Regions from separate parts of the Canis lupus genome. Here region 1 is linked to region 2. The links are chromatin contacts, called in public Hi-C maps. All regions are on one chromosome and are shown on one strand. The core of a region is the stretch at or near the end of the contact, and the rest is flanking DNA. Distances in the headings are between cores, read along the strand shown.

The links. A called contact is a pair of places that touch in the nucleus more often than the background predicts.
Region 1: a contact with region 2 is called in a Hi-C map of blood, with 5 times the contacts expected there. The contact joins the promoter of LOC100684058 here to the promoter of BOLA3 in region 2. A contact is called at or near these places in 3 of 9 Hi-C or Micro-C datasets (amygdala and blood).

What each region holds. Positions count from the first base shown.
Region 1 is chr17:49,724,411-49,729,147 of UU_Cfam_GSD_1.0, forward strand. LOC100684058 (STAM-binding protein) reads right to left here and starts at 1,421. Exons shown (of 10, transcript XM_038561739.1): 1 at 1,339-1,421.
Region 2 is chr17:49,439,200-49,444,107 of UU_Cfam_GSD_1.0, forward strand. It overlaps BOLA3 (bolA-like protein 3), which reads left to right and starts at 3,093. Exons shown (of 4, transcript XM_038561735.1): 1 at 3,093-3,177. The coding sequence starts at 3,124.

The DNA of each region.
Region 1 (4,737 bases), core at 171-2,670, 280 kb after region 2:
GGTGTACTTTTTCATATCTGAGCACAAGGTAAGGGGAAATGGCCTGGAATGAATGCCCACAACCCTAGCTCTGTGCACTTAAACACTATTCCAGTCAATCCACAACATCATTCATTACGTCAGATTAAGGAATTTAGATGTAAAAAAACAAACAAAAAAACAAAAACAAAACCCTTACTTAAATCTATCTTCAAAGACTAAGCACTCTTCAAATAAAAAAGGGCACAAAGATAACTTAGGATGCAAAGATGGACCAGCAAAAAACCCAAGGGTTTTCCCTCCCTGGATTTCAAACTGCAGTAATTCTACAATCTTTCTCGATCTGTTAGATTCCAATTCCCAACCGGTATCAGTCTATATCATTTTCAAAAAGAATCTGGATATTCGTTACAGATTGAATTACAGCACACCCTAGCCAGCATGCTCTAGAATAAACAAACTATCGAAGAATATGTTTTGGAATTCAAAGCCCTATGTCAATTGACCCCATTTTGTATTTTTAGTCTTAAACTTGACTCCTTCCCAACAGAGATCTTTTGTTCTCTCAGAATTCTGACCTGCCCAGAAATCCTCACATGTGTTTAATCTGTCCATACACTATTTTTCTGTTTCCCACTCCGCGCCCTCCCTCAGAGAGGCTTCTCGTGGCCAGTTCTAGCTCGAGGTCACACTTCCCCCAAACTTCCTCTCCAAACACTCTCAAGAATGGTACAAAGGCTGTGCGGACGACCGGGGATGCAGAGGTATTCCATCTCCCCCAAGGCCGGTCTAGAGGCTCAGAAAGCCGCTAGCAACTCCAAAACCTTCCCAGCTGGCCTAATTCGTAAACTCGATCCAGAGCCCATTAAAGCTAACTGACGCTTGTGGTGCCTCAGTACCTCTGCGGAAGAGGATCTGCGGGGTCGAGAACGGAAGACCCTCCCAGGACCAGCAAGCGGTGCCCGGTGCTAGAAGGCTACGCACCCCTCCACCAAGAGCAGATGCGGCATCCCCAAAAAGGGGCAAAGGTGGCACAAGGGGCTGAGGAGTTAAGACCAAGAGGAGGTCAAAGGAAGTGGCAAGCGTGAGCGGAGGGCCCTCCTGACACCTGCTTGAGGCCCCCTTCTTGAAGGCCCTCAAGCCCAAGTTGCCAACCCAGGGCAAAATTATCCTGGTTTTCGGGTCTTCAGAGCGCGGCAGGCGGGGACGCGCCGGGCCTGGCTGGGACCGGAGCCGTCAGTGGGCTCGCGGCGCGGCGGGCCGGGCAGAGGGCGCGGGGAAGGACAAGGCTGCAGGCCCCACAGTCACCGCGGCCGCTCCCCTTCAGATTCCCACCACATTCCCGGGACCCTTCCCCACCTGTCCCCGCGGACGCCACTCCGAGCTTCCGGAAACGTCACATCCGGCGCCCGCGCCCGCGCCCGCGCCCGCGCCCGCGCCCGCGCCCGCGCCCGCGCCCGCGCCCGCGCCCGCGCCCGCGCCCGCGCCCGCGCCCGCGCCCGCGCCCGCGCCCGCGCCCGCGCCCGCGCCCGCGCCCGCGCCCGCGCCCGCGCCGCTCTACCCGTTTCACGCTCAAGAACACAGAGCCTGGGAAAGCGAGCTGGGGGGCGGGGCCAGAACCACCACCTGCGAAAAAACCAACCAATGAGGAGAGAGCTCGACGACGGCCATCTTGGTAAAGGAAGAGCAACAAGGAAGAAGGGGAAGCAAATAGTTAAAAGAACCAATAAGCAAGTTAACTTGTTATTAGAATTAATTTGGTTTGGGGTCGAGTTTCCTGCCAGGCAGCCCCTGTGCCACATCCACACAAATCCACAAATCAGGGATCCCTGGGTGGCGCAGAGGTTTGGCGCCTGCCTTTGGCCCAGGGCGTGATCCTGGAGACCTGGGATCGAATCCCACATCGGGCTCCCGGTGCATGGAGCCTGCTTCTCCCTCTGCCTGTGTCTCTGCGCCTCTCTCTCTCTCTGTGACTATCATAAATAAATAAAAATTAAAAAAAAAATCCACAAATCAACGTTCAAGAAGGGATTGGTGATGCAAGTAGCTGGCTAAAGTAACCAGGCTTTCTAAATTGGTGAAAGAAAAACTGAAAATTTCAGGGGTTTTTTGTGTTACTTCCTACACAAAATGGATAACCTCGGGTATTAGGCAATCGCTTTTATTGCCTAGAAAAGAACTTAAGAGTAACTTTTTAATGTTAGAACACCAATACAATTTATTAAAAATGAGTGTTTAATTTCTAAGGGCCACTGTGCAAAGCAATGTAGACACAAAGATCTGTATGACACAGTTCCTGCCCCTGCAGCCAGGACAGGAGGTTATTTACACCAAATACAAACAGTGGCATATTCTGTGTATGGGCGTGTGTATGTGTGAGTACATGCACAGCCTCTTTCCAAAAACGTCCTTCAAGCCTGCTACTCATTCTTTCTCAGGAGATTTTGTATATCACCACTCTGAAACTTTCTGCTCTCCGGGGATACTTTACCCACCAAATACGGAGACCCTCCCTCTAAGTTTGTTAATGTGATGACATGACCTATCCTTCACCATCTTGCTGAAAGCCTCTGCACTGGTTTTACCCCTTCCACTAGGTCAGCATCCAGATCTCTAATTTCTCTGACTTGCTGTTGTGTATCTGTCTCTAGGATTTTCCCAAAGGGATTCTATACGGTCATTGACTTTTCAGACTGACCGCTGAAAGCCCTTACCAGATTCTTTCTCCCCTACAAGCATAAATATGCATGTCAGTACAAGGATCCACTATCAATTCTCCTGGATCCTCTGCAGATCATTCCTGGGCAGCAGCAAATGACTCCTAAAAGGCCAAATTCTTACCTCAATATATAGCATCAGATTAGAGAGAAAATGCCCACATGGACTTTGTGGGGAAGCTAAAAACAAGGTACATATCAGCTGCCTCCTTGTTACTCCTATGGTGAATGACATAGCTAGAGGGGCAAGGCAATCTCGTTAGTATAGAAATGACATCCATTCTTACCTATTTCAATGCAATCTTACAACAGCAGATAATATTCTTTTTAAAACAAAAATCAGGTTCTATTGCTTCTGGGTTTAAAACCCTTCAATTACTTCCCATGACACTTGGAATTAAAAAATCCAAACTCGGGGCACCTGGGTGGCTCAGTGGTTGACCATCTGTCTTTGACTCAGGGCGTAATCCCGGGGTGCTGGGATTGAGTCCTGCATCGGGCTCCCCACAGGGAGCCTGCTTCCCCCTCTCTCTGAGTGTCTCTCATGAATAAATACATAAAATCTTAAAAAAAAAAAATCCAAACTCCCCACCCTGGCTTACAGAGTTACTTGACTCCTGCTGTCTCTTTGACTTCAAATCCTACTCTCTCTCTCTTGCTTACTAGTCTCCACCACACTGTCTGAACATCAGCTGTTCCAGTCTAGACATTTGCACAGCTGTTTCCTCTTCCTGAGATGCTCTTACTCTGGTCTTCACTTGGCTGGCTCTATCTTGTAATTCACACATCAGATTACATGTCACCTTCTCTGACCATACACTCTAGGTAGCCACTCAGTCACCCTCTATCACTCAGCCTTGTTTTAAATCTTCTCTTAGTCCTTACCACTGTCCCCTTTGTTCTTTTAGGATCTAGATTAATTATTGTCTTTCATTCCCCTGTAAAATATAATCTCCAGGAAGATAGGGGCTTTTTTTTTGCTTGCTCCCAGGTATATCCCCAGTACCTCGAGTAGCTTGGGATCCCAGAAGACACTCAATAAAGATTGTTGAATATTCAAATATTGTTAAAATAAATGCTGTCTCACTGTCCCCAAAATTAATTACAAAGATGCTAGCCAATTATGGTGATAGATGAAATGAACAATGAAAAATAGTGTCCATTATACTCTTAGATCAAGTCTTCTCTACAAGGCAGTTAAAGCTAGGAGCAGGAAGCCTCCATAACTAGACACCTTCATTAATTGAGCAAGTATTTATTAAATATGTATCATGTTCAGGACTCTATGTCAGGCAATGGGTCTACAATAATAACAAAGAAAAATTCAGTTTTCATTGTTTTAAGGCCCTCATGGATGAGAATTTAGAGTCATCCACAGGGAAAAAGGTTTTTAAAAGATGATTAAGTTTCTCAAGGGGATGCTAGTGAACTCCATGCCCTGAAACACTGAAACGGCCTATTTTGATAACTTCTTCTCTCTGTTTTCTGTTTTTTTTAGACTTTATTTATTCATGAGAGACACACAGAGAGAGGCAGATACATAGGCAGAGGCAGATGCGGGCTCCCTGTGAAAAGCCTGATACAGGACTCGATCCCTGGACTCCGGGATCACGACCTGAGCTAAAGGCAGACGCTCAACTGAGCTAAAGGCAGACGCTCAACTGCTGAGCCACCCAGGTGTCCCCGTTTTCTTCTTCTCTTTAAGAGTAAAAAAAAAAAAAAAAAAAAAAAAAAAGATGTTATTTATTTGACAGAGAGAGAGAGAGAGAGCACAAGCAGGGGGAGCTGCAAAGGGAAAGGGAGAAGCAGAATCTCTGCTGAGCAGGGAGCCTGTCACAGGGCTTAATCCTGGGACCCTGGAATCATGACCTGAGCCAAAGGCAGATGCTTAACCAATGAAGCCACCCAGGTGCCCCGAAACAGCCTATTTTGAACATCTGTAGGGAATGGGAGTGCTCTGAAAGTAGAAATGAAATGTGTACTAATGAGAAATTGTTTACATTGTTAAAATTTTTGCTGTGAACCCATTGGGAATACAAAA
Region 2 (4,908 bases), core at 1,843-4,342:
ACTTTTTTCTGTGATTAGTTCAGATGTAAATATAAGTATGAAAGCTGGGAGTTGACAATGAACCAATATAAGTGAAGATAAAAGATAAGAGAATCTCAAGTTTAGGGCAAAAAGGATAAAATGCAGAAGGAATAGACCCATTTCCTGGGACTAAAGCTATGACATTTTTAATCATAACAAAGTAAAACTGGCCTTTTAAAAAATAATAATAATAAAAAAGTAAAATTGGCCCTTTATTTGCTTCTATCATCAAGGGTAACTTGAGGTAACTTTTTATGTTTAGTTAGAATAAATATGGAAGCCCAAGATTGGTGAGACTATTCTGCAAATCCTTTCCTAAAAAGGTTCAAATTCACACTACGGAGCTAGAGTGGCTAAATCACTGTCAGCTCTGTTTGGTAATCCTAGTGTGTGCACTCTTTGTTCATGCCACGCTGGGCAGCTGACAAAGCGGACAGAATCAAGACCCTGTGGCGGAACTTCGGAACCACTGGGAAAAACACACCTACATAAATTGGTAGCTCTGAAGGGCCATATGTGCAATAAATGTGATGCACAAGTTGTGAGCTCTTGTGTTTACTGTGGGGCAATCAGAGGTGGCTGCCTGGAGAAGACAAGGCTTGAAGTTTCTTATAAGACAGGGTCACGGCATAAGCAAGCTTGTAGCATAGCTTGTACAGGGAGGGACCAGCTGTCCAGTATTACTGAAGGGTGGATTTCAGTTGGACAGGGAGGTAGGGGTTAAATCAAAGAACTTAGGTTTTTGCCAGTAGGTGATGGAGAGTCAGAAGGATTTTAGATAAGCAAGCAATGGACAGGTTTTCAGCTCAGACGGCTCTGACAGCAGTGTAGAGATGCAAAGGGAACGATCCTAGGGCAAGACCAATGATCCAAAATACCCCTAACAATGTGAGCAATAGTGAAATTAGGAGGAAGAGGAAGGTTGAGGATAAGCAAAAGTACTGATTTTCAATAAAGGGGGAATTCTTGCAAATACAAATCAGTGAGCCTAACGTGGGTCTCTTACAAGTGACAAACCCAACCAACTGAAGCGACTTTAGTGCTCGTTTCTGGCACCACTTGACACACAGTGTCAAACATCTGTCTCTAGCTCCTTCTTCTGTATCTACTCCATTTACAAACTGGGTGCCATGCACGATTGTAAAGATTGTAAAGATGGCAGCCTCTCTAACAGTAAAGATGTAGGCTCTCTAACAGTTTAGCAACTCAGTGGTAAAGGGCCATCTCTAGTTTTGTCTCTAGACCAGCTCTCAATGGGCTGGCTCGGATCATGTGACCAACCCAAACCAATCCGTGACTGATTGGCCAGCCCCGGGTCATGGGACCACTCCTGAAGCTGGGGATAGGTCGACCTCATCTGAGCCACCTGGTCTGAGGAGCAAAGGGGGTTCACTACATAACCCGGGGGAAAAAAATATTTGTGGTAGTTTTAATTACAACAGTGAAGAAAAATTTAAAGTTAGCAGGTTATCTCTAATCCCACACCAACCCTGATGTTTAAGAAATCAAGCAAAAGATGTAAGAAGTTATTGGAGTAATCCAAAGGAGAAATTATGAGACCCCAAACACAGAAGTCACTCCATTAATACTGGAATGAATTAAGCATGGATTCAGGTGATCACTTTCAAGAGCAACTGTTCGGTCTGTCCCACTTATCCAAATGCAACACCGTGAACTTGGGCGTAGGCTGGACAAGTACTGGTGAAGCCTGCGGGGCATACCCGACCCCATGCCGCAAAAATACACTGCTAGTGAGAGAAAGGGCTTGGTCCGGTTTTGGCTCTGACGTCTGTCTGAATTACTCTAGAGGTGGGGCAGGTTTGCTGGATAATCTTACCCGTCCTGAAGGAGGCAGCTTCCACTACATTCGCAGGACTCCAAGGTGGGTGGCTCCAGCCTACTTTTCTGCTGGGCCATGTCCTCCTGCAGGGACCTTAAACCCAGGCACATCCAAACCTGAGTTTGTCGGGGCACCTGGGTGGCTCTGCGGTTGAGCATCTGCCTTCCACTCAGGCCTTGATCCCGGGGTCCTGGGATCCAGTCCCACATTGGGCCTGCTTCTCCCTCTGCCTGTGTCTCTGCCTCTCTCTGTGTCTCTCGTGAATAAATACATAAAATCTTAACAACAACAACAACAACAAACCCCCCACCAAAAAACAAAATCTGAGTTTGTCGGTCCCCTTCACCCACCGCACTGTCCAAGCCAGGCTCCTTTCTCACCCTGGCCTCCGGATCCATTCACTCCATTCCCTTCCCCTCCCAAGTTTCCAAACCCAGTCCCCCATCCTGCTGCCCCAGCTCTGGTGGAGGCTTCACATCTCACCCAGACCTTCGTGGTAGCCTCAGAACTTCTGTCCCCGTCTCCAATGTCAGTTCCCCCCAACAGCCCCTCCTCTTCGCAGGAGCCCGAACGATCTTTCTAAAACGCAAACCTGGGGATCCCTGGGTGGCTCAGCGGTTTAGCGCCTGCCTTTGGCCTCGGGCGTGATCCTGGAGTCCCGGGATCGAGTCCCACATCAGGCTTCCTGCATGGAGCCTGCTTCTCCCTCTGCCTGTGTCTCTGCCTCTTTCTCCCTCTATGTCTATCATGAATAAATAAATAAAATCTTAAATATATATATATATATATATATATATATATATATATATATAAATTCATTAAAATAAAATAAAATAAAACGCAAACCTGAGAACGACGCCGCTCTTCATGTCCCTCCACGCCTCCCCTGTTCTGGAGGGAGAAACCCCCACTCCCCAGTTGGGAAGCCAGGTTGCGGGCGGTGGGGATGGAAGGGAGCTGTCCTACCTCGGGCCCGAGGGGCAGTGCGAGGACCTCGGCGTCTGCGGGCTGGGCAAGAAGGGCGCGCTGCTGGGGCGGCCCCGCGGCGTCCGGAGGCTCTCCGCGCCGGGAAGGGCCTGGAGCTCGCCGAGCAGCAGGTTCCGCGCAGGCATCCCCGCGGCGAGGGCCGGGCCGGGCCGGTCGGGGCGGCTCGCGGCCTCCGGGCGGCAGGGGGCGGCCTCGCCCGCGGCGGCTCCCGGGCCCCGGCCCCGCGCCTCTCGGGGGACGCGGCGACCTCGGGCGGCGGGCCGCGTCGGCCGGGCATGGCGGCGTGGAGCCCGGCCGCGGCGGGGCCGCTGCTCCGCGGGATCCGCGGGGTGAGCGCGGGCGGGCCGGGCTGCTGCTCCCGGGCGGGAGGCGCGGCGGGGCCTCGGGGCCGGGCTCCCGGAGAGCGCGGCGCAGGGCCCGGGGCCGGCCCTCCCTGCCTCCCTCCCTGCCTCCCTCCCGTCCACTCCTGGTGGGTTCGGCCCTGCAGGGGAGGGGGCCCGGCCCGGGCAGCGGAGAAACGTCAGGGCCCCGCGCGCGCTGGCGGAGCTCCGAGCCTGGGCGGGGGGGGGGGTCGGGGGTCGGGGCCTGGGGGGGCGAGGGGGACAGACAGAAACCGTCGCCGTCCGGCGGGCGCGGAGCAAGCGGTGTCGACGCTCGGCGCCGGAGACCCCGCGGTCACCCCGAGTCCTGGCCGGGAGCCGGGGCGTGCGGGGCTCCGGGCATTGGGCAAGTCCTCCCGGCTCTGCGACCTGAACCTTCTCGGAGTCCCACGCGCCCGGAGTGGACGCCCAGCAGAGGGCACTCCCCGCGCGCTCTCCTCGGTTCTCTCCGTCTCTGACTCCCGCTCTCCTCCCTTCTTCCACTTGCCCTCACCTTCTTACTTCGCTCCGGCTGCTCTTGAACCTGCCTCCGCCAAGTGTAAAGAGCTGACAACTTTCAGCATTTAGGAGTTTTGTCAGTAGCTTGCTCGGGTAAAGGCCGCTGCCTCCAAATTGGCTCAAATGGAGGGACGACCTCCCAAGGACTCGGCAATGCTAAGCACCCTCCCCCTTAGTGATTACTGCTCCCTGCTACCTGGTTACCCTCCGCCCTTGCCCCTGCCCCGAGTCTCTGTCCTCCAAAGAGGCTCCATCCCCTCCCCCTCCTCCAGCCCAATCTTAGCCAGGCCCACAACATCAAGTTCCTGTCCTTCCACACAGCACTCAGTCTCATTCCAGATCTTTCTTCTGACCTGCACTGCAACCGCCTGCTAGAATTGAGACTTCTTTGCAGGTGCCAGGGGGCGTGGCTGAATGAGGTGCACATTCTGCTCATTCATTTGTTCATTCTTTCATCCATCCTTCACCCAAGTCTCCTGGAGGGCCTGTCCTGGCCCAGCTTTGGAAGGCTGCAGTAAGAGGATAGATGCAGTCTGAACCTTCGAAACCAGCTGGTGAATAAGCCAGTGCACAGATCATTTTAAGGATGGCGCTTCGAGGGGCACCTGGGTTGCTCAGTCAGTTAAGAGCCTGACTCTTGATCTCAGGGTGATGAGTTCAAGCCCTGTGTTAGGCTCTGCGGTGGGTGTGGAGCCTACTTAAAAGAAGAAGAAAAAGGTCCTTTGAGATCTAACACAGCACCCTGCTCTAGGCCATCAGGAAAGGCCCGAGGACGGGACTGAAGGGTGAAGGGATGGTGCTTTCAGGACCAGCATCAGATATACAGCACTTGTGTCTCCCACCTGCCATCCCCCTCCAGTCTCAGGCCCTGTGCTGCTCCCTTTGTAATACTGGGCATTTTCCTGACTTTCCTGACTAGCTTCTAAAGACACTGTTTTGTGCAGGTTACTTTGGCACCAAGAGGCCTCAAACTCCATAACCTTTAGCCTGGCATTCAAGACCTGCCATGCTCTCTGTTCAGTCTCCCTTTCAGCATGTGCTCAACCCAGCCAAGAGGCTGCAGGCCCGGTTTTTTGTTCTTTCTACTATAAGAGTTGAGACATGTTCCCATCGGAAGCACTGGCTCCCTGTGGTATCCCCCAAGGGGCAGGGTGAGTGCTGTTGCCAAAGGTAAATAACCTA